Regions from separate parts of the Triticum aestivum genome. Here region 2 is linked to region 1. Evidence: chromatin contacts called from public Hi-C data. All regions are on one chromosome and are shown on one strand. Each heading gives the region's core, a stretch centred on a gene start, on an enhancer-like site or on the middle of the called end of the contact. The rest is flanking DNA. Distances are from core to core; before and after follow the strand shown. Region 1 holds the start of LOC123145449 (ethylene-responsive transcription factor RAP2-4). Region 2 holds the start of LOC123145453 (phosphatidylinositol transfer protein 3).

Region 1 (4,755 bases), core at 1,426-3,925:
CGTTGAGTAATTAAATGGTGCAAATGCGTGTGTAAAGTTAAGAGTGCTTTCGCTTGCGACCTAACCCAAACAGCTCACAAGATCGGCAGTCCATGACTGGAAGTTGGATACAACTAACATGTAAATTAACACTGACGGACATATCATTTAACACTGAGGGAAATGATATGATCACAAGTTTTAGTTAGGCAGGGGCTCGAAAGAGGGCGGAAGTCAAAGTGCTAAACACATCCGTAGAAACTTGTGATTTTCATTTTAGGGGAAGAGGTAATACCAATCGACATAGCCAACCTAATAAACTTGGGTGCTGCGTGTAAGTAAGTTGTTGCTGTTAAGTGTCAGTTTGCGCTTCCTTGGCAGGCCTGGAGTGTGGCAACGTTCTTCTGCTTGTGTTGAGTATATGAACTGGAAGTCTGGAAAGCTAGAACTCTGCTCCGTTCATATGCTCAAGTCCCATGAAAAGCATGATCGGCCTTTGCATGTCCGTGTAGAACCATACGTGATACTCCCTCCGTAAACAAATATAAGACCGTTTAGAACATTGAGGGAGTACGTCCCAGTAATTTGGTTGTGAAGTTGTGTCCCGTGCATAGACATGTTTCCAAGAAGCGCAACCTGATGCCATCACCATACTTTTGTTTCTGAAAAGATGTCATCACGTATACTGTACTTTGGCACAATCAGAAAAGGCACTACGAAGCATCTGCGTAGGCCACAACTCCAAGAGCACATTTCACACATCACTGCATCAGTAGCAGTGCACCAAGAGACAGACACGCATATGGTTACATAAGCTAGTGCAATTCTTTCAACGGGTAAACATGATTACACCTCTCGACTGGCCGCCTTGCCGTGAAAAAAACTGCCGGCAGGTCGACCAGGAGATCAATTACACCACGTAGTAGTAGCAACGATCTTACTAAACACCACTGGCTACTTACTTACTGCTACTAGTTAATTACTGCTACGCGCAGCAGCCATGGCCGACGTCTAAAATGCCGTCGGGCCAGAGCAGCCGCCGATTCGATCCAAGGAGAGATTACATCATAGCTACGGAGCTTAACGAAGACTGTACTAGTAGTAGCAGCTGCTTGCTGTTCACGACAGGATGGAGTCCCAGTCGATCTCCACGGACGGGTACTTGCGCAGGTGGAAGGTCTCCGACTCGTCCCACGGCGCCTCCGTGAAGTCCAGCTTCTCCATCTCCGGGACGGGCGGCGTGGGCGGCGGCGGGGACCCGGCGGACGCCGAGTCCTCGCCCTCCGTCGACGCCGAGCACTTGGGGGACTCCGGCTCCGAGTTCTTGGACGAGGGCGCGGCGAGGGACTCGCAGATGGCGGTGAGCTTGGCGTCGACGGAGGCGTGGAGCGGGCCGGCCAGGTGGGCGCCGCCGCGGCGGAGCGACGGGAAGTTGAGGCGGGCGAGGTCGCCGCGGAGGCGGAAGGCGGCCTTGTCGTAGGCGAGCGCGGCGTCCTCGGCGGTGTCGAAGGTGCCGAGCCACAGCCTCGTGCGGTTCTTGGGGAGGCGGATCTCCGCCACCCACTTGCCCCAGTGGCGCTGCCGCACGCCGCGGTACAGCTTGGACTGCGCGGGCGCCACTCCGGCCAGCGCCAGCGCCGCGGCGGACGCGCGCGGCGGCGACCCGGACTGCTTCATCGGCTGCGCGCGCGGCCCAAGGAACGAGCCACCAGCCAGGCCCCTCTGCTGCTGCTGCTGCTGGACGAAGAACTGGGCCTGGATCTGCTGGATCTGGGCCGGGCCGAGCTGGGCCAGCCCCATGGATCCGTTCATGCCCGAAGCGGCATACTGCGAGGAGTAGAGCGGCGGAAGCTGCGAGAAAGACGGCGAGGCGGGCGCGGTGGTGGGCAGAGGAGAGACTGCGAACGAGGAGGCGTAGGACGACGATGGGGTGGCCATGTATGAATTTTGGGTCATGGAGGGAGAAGAGTAGTACTGGTACGGGTAGTGAGAGGAAGAGGAGGAAGCAATCGTGATAAAAGGTTCGAGTGCTTTCATGAGCTCCTGATCCGAAGCAGAGGCGGCGGAGCCGATCTGGTGCGTGCTGGTGTTGTACTTGTACATGTCTATGGCAGCGGCCATGAGGGCTTGGACAGAGGTAGAAGAAGAAGGTGATGTCGAGAAGGCCGAACCAAAAACGGAATGGAAAAAAGGAAGCTTTCTCGTGCAAGCAGAAAGAAAGAAAAAAAAGGGCCCTGTTCCTCAATAAAATTAGAGAAACGAGGGGAATAAATCGGACGAACTAGAAGGGTATTGCAAAAGAACCCTTTCCGGCCGTACCGAAGCAAAACAAGGCTGAAAAAGGGCAAGAATCCAGGAGAGAAAAAAGGTTCTCTGGATCTCTCTGTTCCTCCTAGGAGAGTGGTGAGGTTGGCAAGAAATCAAGAAGATCCCGAGCAAGAGGAGAGCGCCTCTTCCGATCTAATAATCCCAGAAGAAGCGAACCCCTTGAACGGGACCTTGGTTTCCTGTGTGTTCCTGCTGGCTGCCGCTAAAAAGACCAGAGAAGTTCAGAGAGCAAACCTGCCGCCGTCGTCGCTGCTGCTGCTGAAGGGCTCGTCAGATCGCTCAACCTCACCGTGGAGTGGGATGGGATTGTGGCTGCGTGTTGCTCGTGGGTGGTGGGGTGGGGGTTGAGGCGTCTCTCTGAGGAAGAAGAGGCGTCGCTCCGGGGCCTTTTATAGCGCCGGGCTCCGGCCGTGCGCGCAGCCGTGCAGGCGAAGCGAAGCAACCACTCAGCCGTGCGATTTGTTCGCTGCCACAAAGCGGTCTGATCGGATTAATTTCGTTAATCGTTTCTTGTTTTGTTGGGAGTTGGCGGTGTGATTTTGAAAATGAGACGTTGCTTTCGTGCATGGCGTCAGCCGACGCCGGGCAGCACGCGCGAGCCACAAGTCGCGGCCAATGAGAATCCGCCTCGTGTGCTCCCGACGCGCGGGTGATCGTCGCCGCGCTGTGGTTTTGTGCAAGTGGCGTCGCGCCATTGGGTGGTGGTGCGCTCGCTTGACCTCAGAGTGTGCTGCGCCTGCCCTTTGTGCTCTGCTCCGGGAACTCGGCTTCTGCGTTGCACCAAGAGCTGCGAACCCCTTGCTTAAAGTAAGGAGCTACAGTAAATCATTTTTCACAGTTTTTCTATGATGGTTTTGTAATTTGTGTCTAACTCTTGTTTATTATGTCTATATATAGCAAGAGAATGAAACAAGATGATGAGAAAACTAATTCTTGCAATATCTTACCGAAAAAGGCTTTCGCCCCGCTTTATATATAAAGCAATAACCATCAACAAGCCGATACAAACACACGCCACCCCAACACACGCACACACTTAAGGCTAGATACATAGGCGCTGAGCGCAGCCACACCACCCCTATCGCTACAAGAGCTACCAGGGTCCTCAACCGTGAACACCACCGCGAAGAGACGAAGCCACATACGACGAACCGTGAGCTCCAAGGCGGCGCCTTCAAGAAGGTCACGGCACCAGAGCTCCGCCACCGCCCGATCCATGGATCAGGGTTTTCCCTGGAGCAACACGAAGGACAATGAGGACCGCGACGACGCCTTCAAGAAAGGAACGAACTCGCCGCCGCCGGCCTGCCGGAAGACAGAACAGGTTTTCACCCCGGCCAACACACACCGCCCCTGGCAAGGTACGAACGCCGCACCACCGCCACCGATCGACGCACCCCAGCCACCATGCCGCCCACACGGCCATGGCCACCGGGCAGCACCTGAGCCACGGGCTCCGCCCACGAGCACCGTGCTCCCACCTCCAAAGCCGCCGCTCCGGAATCCAAGACCACCCCAACCCCTTCAACCAGAGCCACCGACACAGCAGTCGAAAAAAGCACACCCTTTTGGGAAAGAACGGGGCCCAGCCGGCCGGAGCAGGGCAGGGGAAGCCATCGGAGGCTGCCAGCCGCGCCGCAGCCACCACGCCATTTCATGACCCGGGGCCAGGTCTCCGTCGCCACTCCCGGCAACAGCAAGACCCGAAGGCACCCCTGCCAACTCCCCGAAGCGCCCCTGCCACCATGGCCAGCCACAGACGAAGTCGAGCCGCCGTGCTCCACCTGCCGAGCGCACCTCCATCCGCAGCTCCGAGCACCCCAAGAATCAGGGGAAGGTAGGTCGAACCGACGCTACTGCGCCGCCATCCCAACCAGCCAGAGTGGCCTCGGTCGGGGCAGCCGCCCGCAGCCCAAGCCACCCGTAGCCCGCGTTGTGCCGAGGCCAGATCTGGCCGAGCCGCCGCGCCGCCATCGCGTCCGCCGTCCCTGACCTCAAGCACACGCACAACCACCCACCTCCACCAGCCCGGAAGGTCATGGCAGAGGTGGCCGCCCGCTGGCCACGCCGCCCTCGGCCCGCGCCACCGCAGGGCCAGATCCGGCCGACACAGCCGCATCAGACCCCGTGCGTGCCCCGCCACCACGCAGCCCACCGCGCCCGTAGCAGATCCCTGCGCCGTCGCCCGCAGAGCCGTCGTCGCGCCGCCACGTCCTGCGTTTCGCGGCGCCCCGGCTCGACAGCGCCGGCCCGCGCCAGCCCCTGCCTCACGAGGGGGTGAGAAGACCCTGCCGCCGCCGCCGCCGGTCGGGCTTCGCCCGGACGCGCCCTTTGGCGGCGGCAGGAGGAGGAGGAGTAGGGGAGAGGAGGTGAGGCGGCTGGCGGCTAGGGTTCCTCCCCTGCCGCCCGCGGGAGCGCCAGAGGAGGAGGAGGCTCGGTCTTTTGGAA
Region 2 (4,755 bases), core at 1,168-3,667, 620 kb after region 1:
TAGGCCCACTTGCATACTTCAATCATGTCATGCGGGAGAATATTTCATGGAAACATAATAGTTATACATGCATCTCCCATCCTCTCAACCCTAGCCGCCACCAAAGCCTTCTCCATGCCATCTCCTTGATCCTCCTCCGCTCTCCCGCCGGCGGTCTCATCGACAACAAGATGAGTTCGAAGTTGACTCTTTCGTTTTTTCGTCGGTAATACCAGGTTTGTGTTCTCTTTAGGTTTTGATTTTGTGTTAGCATCGGCGAGATGGCGTCGGCGATGAGCATTGATATAAAGCATTTTCCATAGCCGTCTCTTTTATTTTTATTTTCTTCGGTTTTACTAGGTTTGTGTTCTCTTCATGTTTTGATTTTCTGATAGCATCGGCGAGATGGCGGCGGCGATGCACATTGAAATAAGCTTTTTCGATATCTTCCTACCTCGATGACGTTTGATCCGACACGGTCGAAGGGCTTGTGAAGTATTTTGGTGTGGTGACTTCAACATCTTCTTTTCATTTGTTCAGTCATGTTTCTCCAATCCTTTGGACTTCTGATGAAGAGTTGTACCCGTGTGCTGTGGGGGGTGATGCCCCAACCGATGTTTCTTCAACAATTTCTAGTTCAAGCGGCGAGGGTGTTTGCAGGTGTCTTTTTCCTACAATGTCAATTTATTGAAATTTTCAATCTCCAATGGTCGGCGTAGCACCGAAGGAAAAAGATAACCGACATCATTTTCAGTGTAAATTTGTTTTCTATTAGTCATTTCGTATCCAATTGTCTTCTTATTTTACTAGTTATTGTTTTCTTGATAATTAACAAATCTAAGATACTTTTAGCTATTTTTTAACAAAAAAATCCAGCCACAAGGGCTAACAAACTAGTAGTAATAATAAGATTGTCAAGGAGATATACAATCGTTGTCCTTGATGATGCTGATGCCAAAGCTAAGTTAGAAACGAGCTTCGTTTGTAGAAAATTTTGTCCCGTTTGCTAGCTAATATCTGGAGTAAACTCCATTTTTATCCCCAAGTTTCAAATTTCTGACACAATGTGCTCCATTTTGCATATTTTTTACTTAATTTAAACAAACAGTTGCCACTTTCTACCCTTTTTTTGCCATTCTGACTGGTTGAGCCCACATGTAAGTATTGACTTGGCCTGCCAAATGGGCGGGTTTACTTCTTCAAACGCTTGTTGGGTTCCGGTTCTAACGGTATCAACTTTTCATGTGGCCACAACAATTAGAGCCCCGAGCATGGCACCCACTGTCCATGCCATAGAACACACGACCAATGTCAACGCCTCGCCACGCAGTTTCATCTTGGCCCGCGGAGCAACTCCGTCGGAGGAATCGACTCGCGAAGCCATGTATCACCATCAACCATTTCTTCTTTCTCGTCTCTGGTCCTGTTGGGACCGCAACTGATCTGTCGCTACAGTCGCGTCCCCGCTCTTCGTTCTCCCCTTATCGACTTTACGGTGTGGTGACGAAGCTCTTATAGCTATTCCTGAGTAGCCCTTCATCCTCGAGCTGCGACCTCACGAGCGTCAGCTTCGGTATCCTTCATTGACAATGGTGTCACTGTTTTTTAGTTCCCCTAGCTCGGCAGGGCGTCCTGGCATGTTCGTGCCGTGCCTCTATTCTTGTTTCACCACTTCCATCTCCCTCTCTTGTCCTCTATCACTCCCGAGCCGAACACACACTCGGCATATCCCCGCTTCCTGTCCACCCCGTGAACATGGGCTTACTGCCCCAGCAACGCCGCTACTCCAGCGTGCGGATGGATGACCCCGTGCAGGCGAGGAAGAGGCAACCAACAGTAGCAATACTCGTTGAAACAACTGAAAACAAAAAACGGATGCATCGAAAGAAAACGGGTTGGCCAAATTAACCAACCCGCATGGCATCCAAGTCGACACTTACATGTGGGCCGACTAGTCAGGACACAATAATAAATAAATTAAAAGGGTAAAGAATTGCAAAAGTTTGCATAAATTGAATAATAAAAATTGAAAGAAAAAAAATCTGCTGAATAGTAGGGTAGATAATGTCACAAACCTGAATCTTAGGCATAACTCTAATATTTATCCCCGTTGCTAAACCCGCACATTTCTACTACTGCCTCCAAGAAAAACGGACCATGGTAGTAGCATGTTCGCATACCATTATCCTCGGCGCTTAACCGCTCAATCCGATCCGATTCCCTGATCGCAGCGCCAAACAAGCACAGTAAACAACACGGGAAAACAGCTCACGGCCTCCCGACAACCCCAATAGTTTTCCGTTTCCGCCTGTCCCGTTCACCGCCCAGCACGCGGGGCGGGCCCGGCCGTCCGATGGCCCGACGCGAGGGGATTGGGCCGGGCGGGGCCGTCCGATTTATTCCATCTCCCGAACGTATAGACGGGAAGCAGATTCGGCTTCTAGTACTCTATACTATACTAGTCCCACTCGCGTCTTCGCTTCCCAGGCGTGGTGGGAGAGGAGAGGACGACTCGGCCGACCCGACCGACCCTCGCGCGCTCCGCCTTCCCCGCCTCGCCGTCGCCGTCGCCGAGGTGAGCGCCCAGAACCTCGCGGGCAGCTTCGATTGAGCACCAGTTTCGCTTTTAGCACCTTTTTGTTTCTCCGGAACAAAGATTGCCTGCCCTTTTTGGCCGGCCGGACGATTTGCTGCATGTGCCGGAAAGCTCTCGGCTTGGTGGGGATCTCCTGGCGCGCGTGGTTTATTAGCTCGAGGCCAGGCGTGAGCCGGGTGGGATCTTGCATTCCTGCCCGCGGCGGCGTTTCCGGGGGAGCTAACCCCGCCGTCTTGGGGCGCGTGCCATTTCGACGGCGTTTCTTGGTTCTTGCGGCGGGCGCCGTCCCGAGCAGGCAGGAAGAACTGGGGTTTTCTGGCTCTTGGCCGTATTCGTTTACTGCGATTTCCAGCCAGATTGGGGAGGTTGCTTCAGGAATTTGGCTGCTCCGCAATTCCCCCCTCTTTAAATGGTTTAGCTAGATTGTTGGGGGATCTGGATGGTTCTTGGCGAGGGTCGTGGACTCGAGGTTGCCTGTTGATTTGTTTCCTCTTTCGGGCATAAGTCTGTTCAGTTGATACTCTGAATTTTGTCGTTCCGGAGTGGTTCCTTGCTAGCTACTCGTAGTTTTTGTTTTGGCCGGCAGTGGGAATTTGGGAGTCTTGTTTTGCTACTCTGCTGTTCTGCTGCCTCCTGCGGGATGACTAACTGGATAGTGTTCATAGTTGACACGACAGCTTCAACAGCAAGATGGCTGATGTGAACATTGTATCCTATTCCATTATGTTTTCTGTATTCTACTCCTTGGCCATCGGGTTGGATTAACACTCACGTAGAAGATGAAGACGATCTATGTAGGTTTAAACATACACACAAATATTGCTCCATACTACAGGAGTAGGTAATTTTATACACAAGAAAACATGCTCCAGCCTCAGTAACTTTCTCATTCTTTCAGTTACAGGTCTACTTGTACAGACTATTGAACCATATAGATTGAGAAAAATGAGTTGGTTGGTGTTGATGAACTCTTATGCTTTATAGAGATCACCAACAGAATGCTCTATTTCCCTCTGTCACTTTCACTTCACCCAAGTCCTTGCCACAATTGCTGTGCAAGGCACACTCAAGAATACAAGATCACATCCTGCTGCATGGCCCTCCATAAGTTTCTTAGCTAGCTTCTGAATATCATCTGCCATAGTTACCAGCGAGATTGGACTGTATGAACTGTACTTTTTTGGGTGGGGGCGTGGATGGTGGGGGAATATATATGCTTGGCATTGAGTTTGGCATTGCAAATGTGGTGCAAACTAGCATAACTGGAACCTTTAAGCGTAATCACTGTGATCACTTATATTGTGCATATCTGCTAGATTTTCTTTTATCTTTATCATACTGTTTCTGAGGGCAGGCCTGGCGCCGTGGTGAAGTCCTCCCCAGTTGTGCCAAGAGGTCCTGGGTTCGAACCAGCCTCTCTGCATTGCACTTTGCAGGGGTAAGACTAGGTTCCTATAATCCCTCCCCAGACCCGCTTCTATGCACTGGGTCTGTCCTTTCATCATACTGTTTCTCGCATCATCTAAATACAGGCATTCTGTTTGGTCTAACTCGATGCAACTCATTTTACAGTTCTTACAAGTGATTTGTGTTGTATTATGATAGGGAATAGCAAAACAGAAGTATGAGCTCAGGGAGCGGTGCAAATAATGGCCATGCGAAAGAAGCAGCATTATATGAGCAGCAGCTGTCCAAGGTGATCCAATATCACCTGGGTTGAATATTTTGCTTACATGCAACTCATTATTCTTTACCCTATTGTGCGCGGATACAATTTTTTTTATTTCTCATTTTTATATTCCTCCTTGTTAGATTGGTGAAGTTAGAGCTGCTCTAGGACAACTATCTGGAAAATCTGCACTGTATTGCTCAGATGGTTCAATTGCGAGGTACCTGATAGCAAGGAACTGGGACGTGAGGAAGGCTACCAAAATGCTTATGAAAACCTTGAAATGGCGTTCAGAGTATAAGCCAGATGAGATCCGTTGGGTGAGCCGTCCCCACCTTTTGACTTCAGCTAACCTATATTTCTCAAAAGAAATAGCATGTCATGTATCCATGTGGTACAAGTGATTCACCTTATACCATTGTAGATCTTTGTAGTAGTATGCTTTGTGAAACAGCCGAATAGTTGATGCATTATTGTAGTAGGTCTGATGGCATAGTATTTGATACACATT

The links. Hi-C and Micro-C count contacts between places; a contact is called where the count stands out from the background.
Region 2: a contact with region 1 is called in a Hi-C map of leaf, with 6 times the contacts expected there. The contact joins the promoter of LOC123145453 here to the promoter of LOC123145449 in region 1. A contact is called at or near these places in 3 of 5 Hi-C or Micro-C datasets (all in leaf).

Annotation. Positions count from the first base shown.
Region 1 is chr6D:410,348,680-410,353,434 of IWGSC CS RefSeq v2.1, forward strand. It overlaps LOC123145449 (ethylene-responsive transcription factor RAP2-4), which reads right to left and starts at 2,676. Exons shown (of 1, transcript XM_044564862.1): 1 at 783-2,676. The coding sequence starts at 2,100. The coding sequence ends at 1,099.
Region 2 is chr6D:410,966,253-410,971,007 of IWGSC CS RefSeq v2.1, forward strand. LOC123145453 (phosphatidylinositol transfer protein 3) reads left to right here and starts at 2,418. Exons shown (of 7, transcript XM_044564870.1): 1 at 2,418-2,554; 2 at 3,930-4,013; 3 at 4,181-4,271; 4 at 4,388-4,564. The coding sequence starts at 4,200.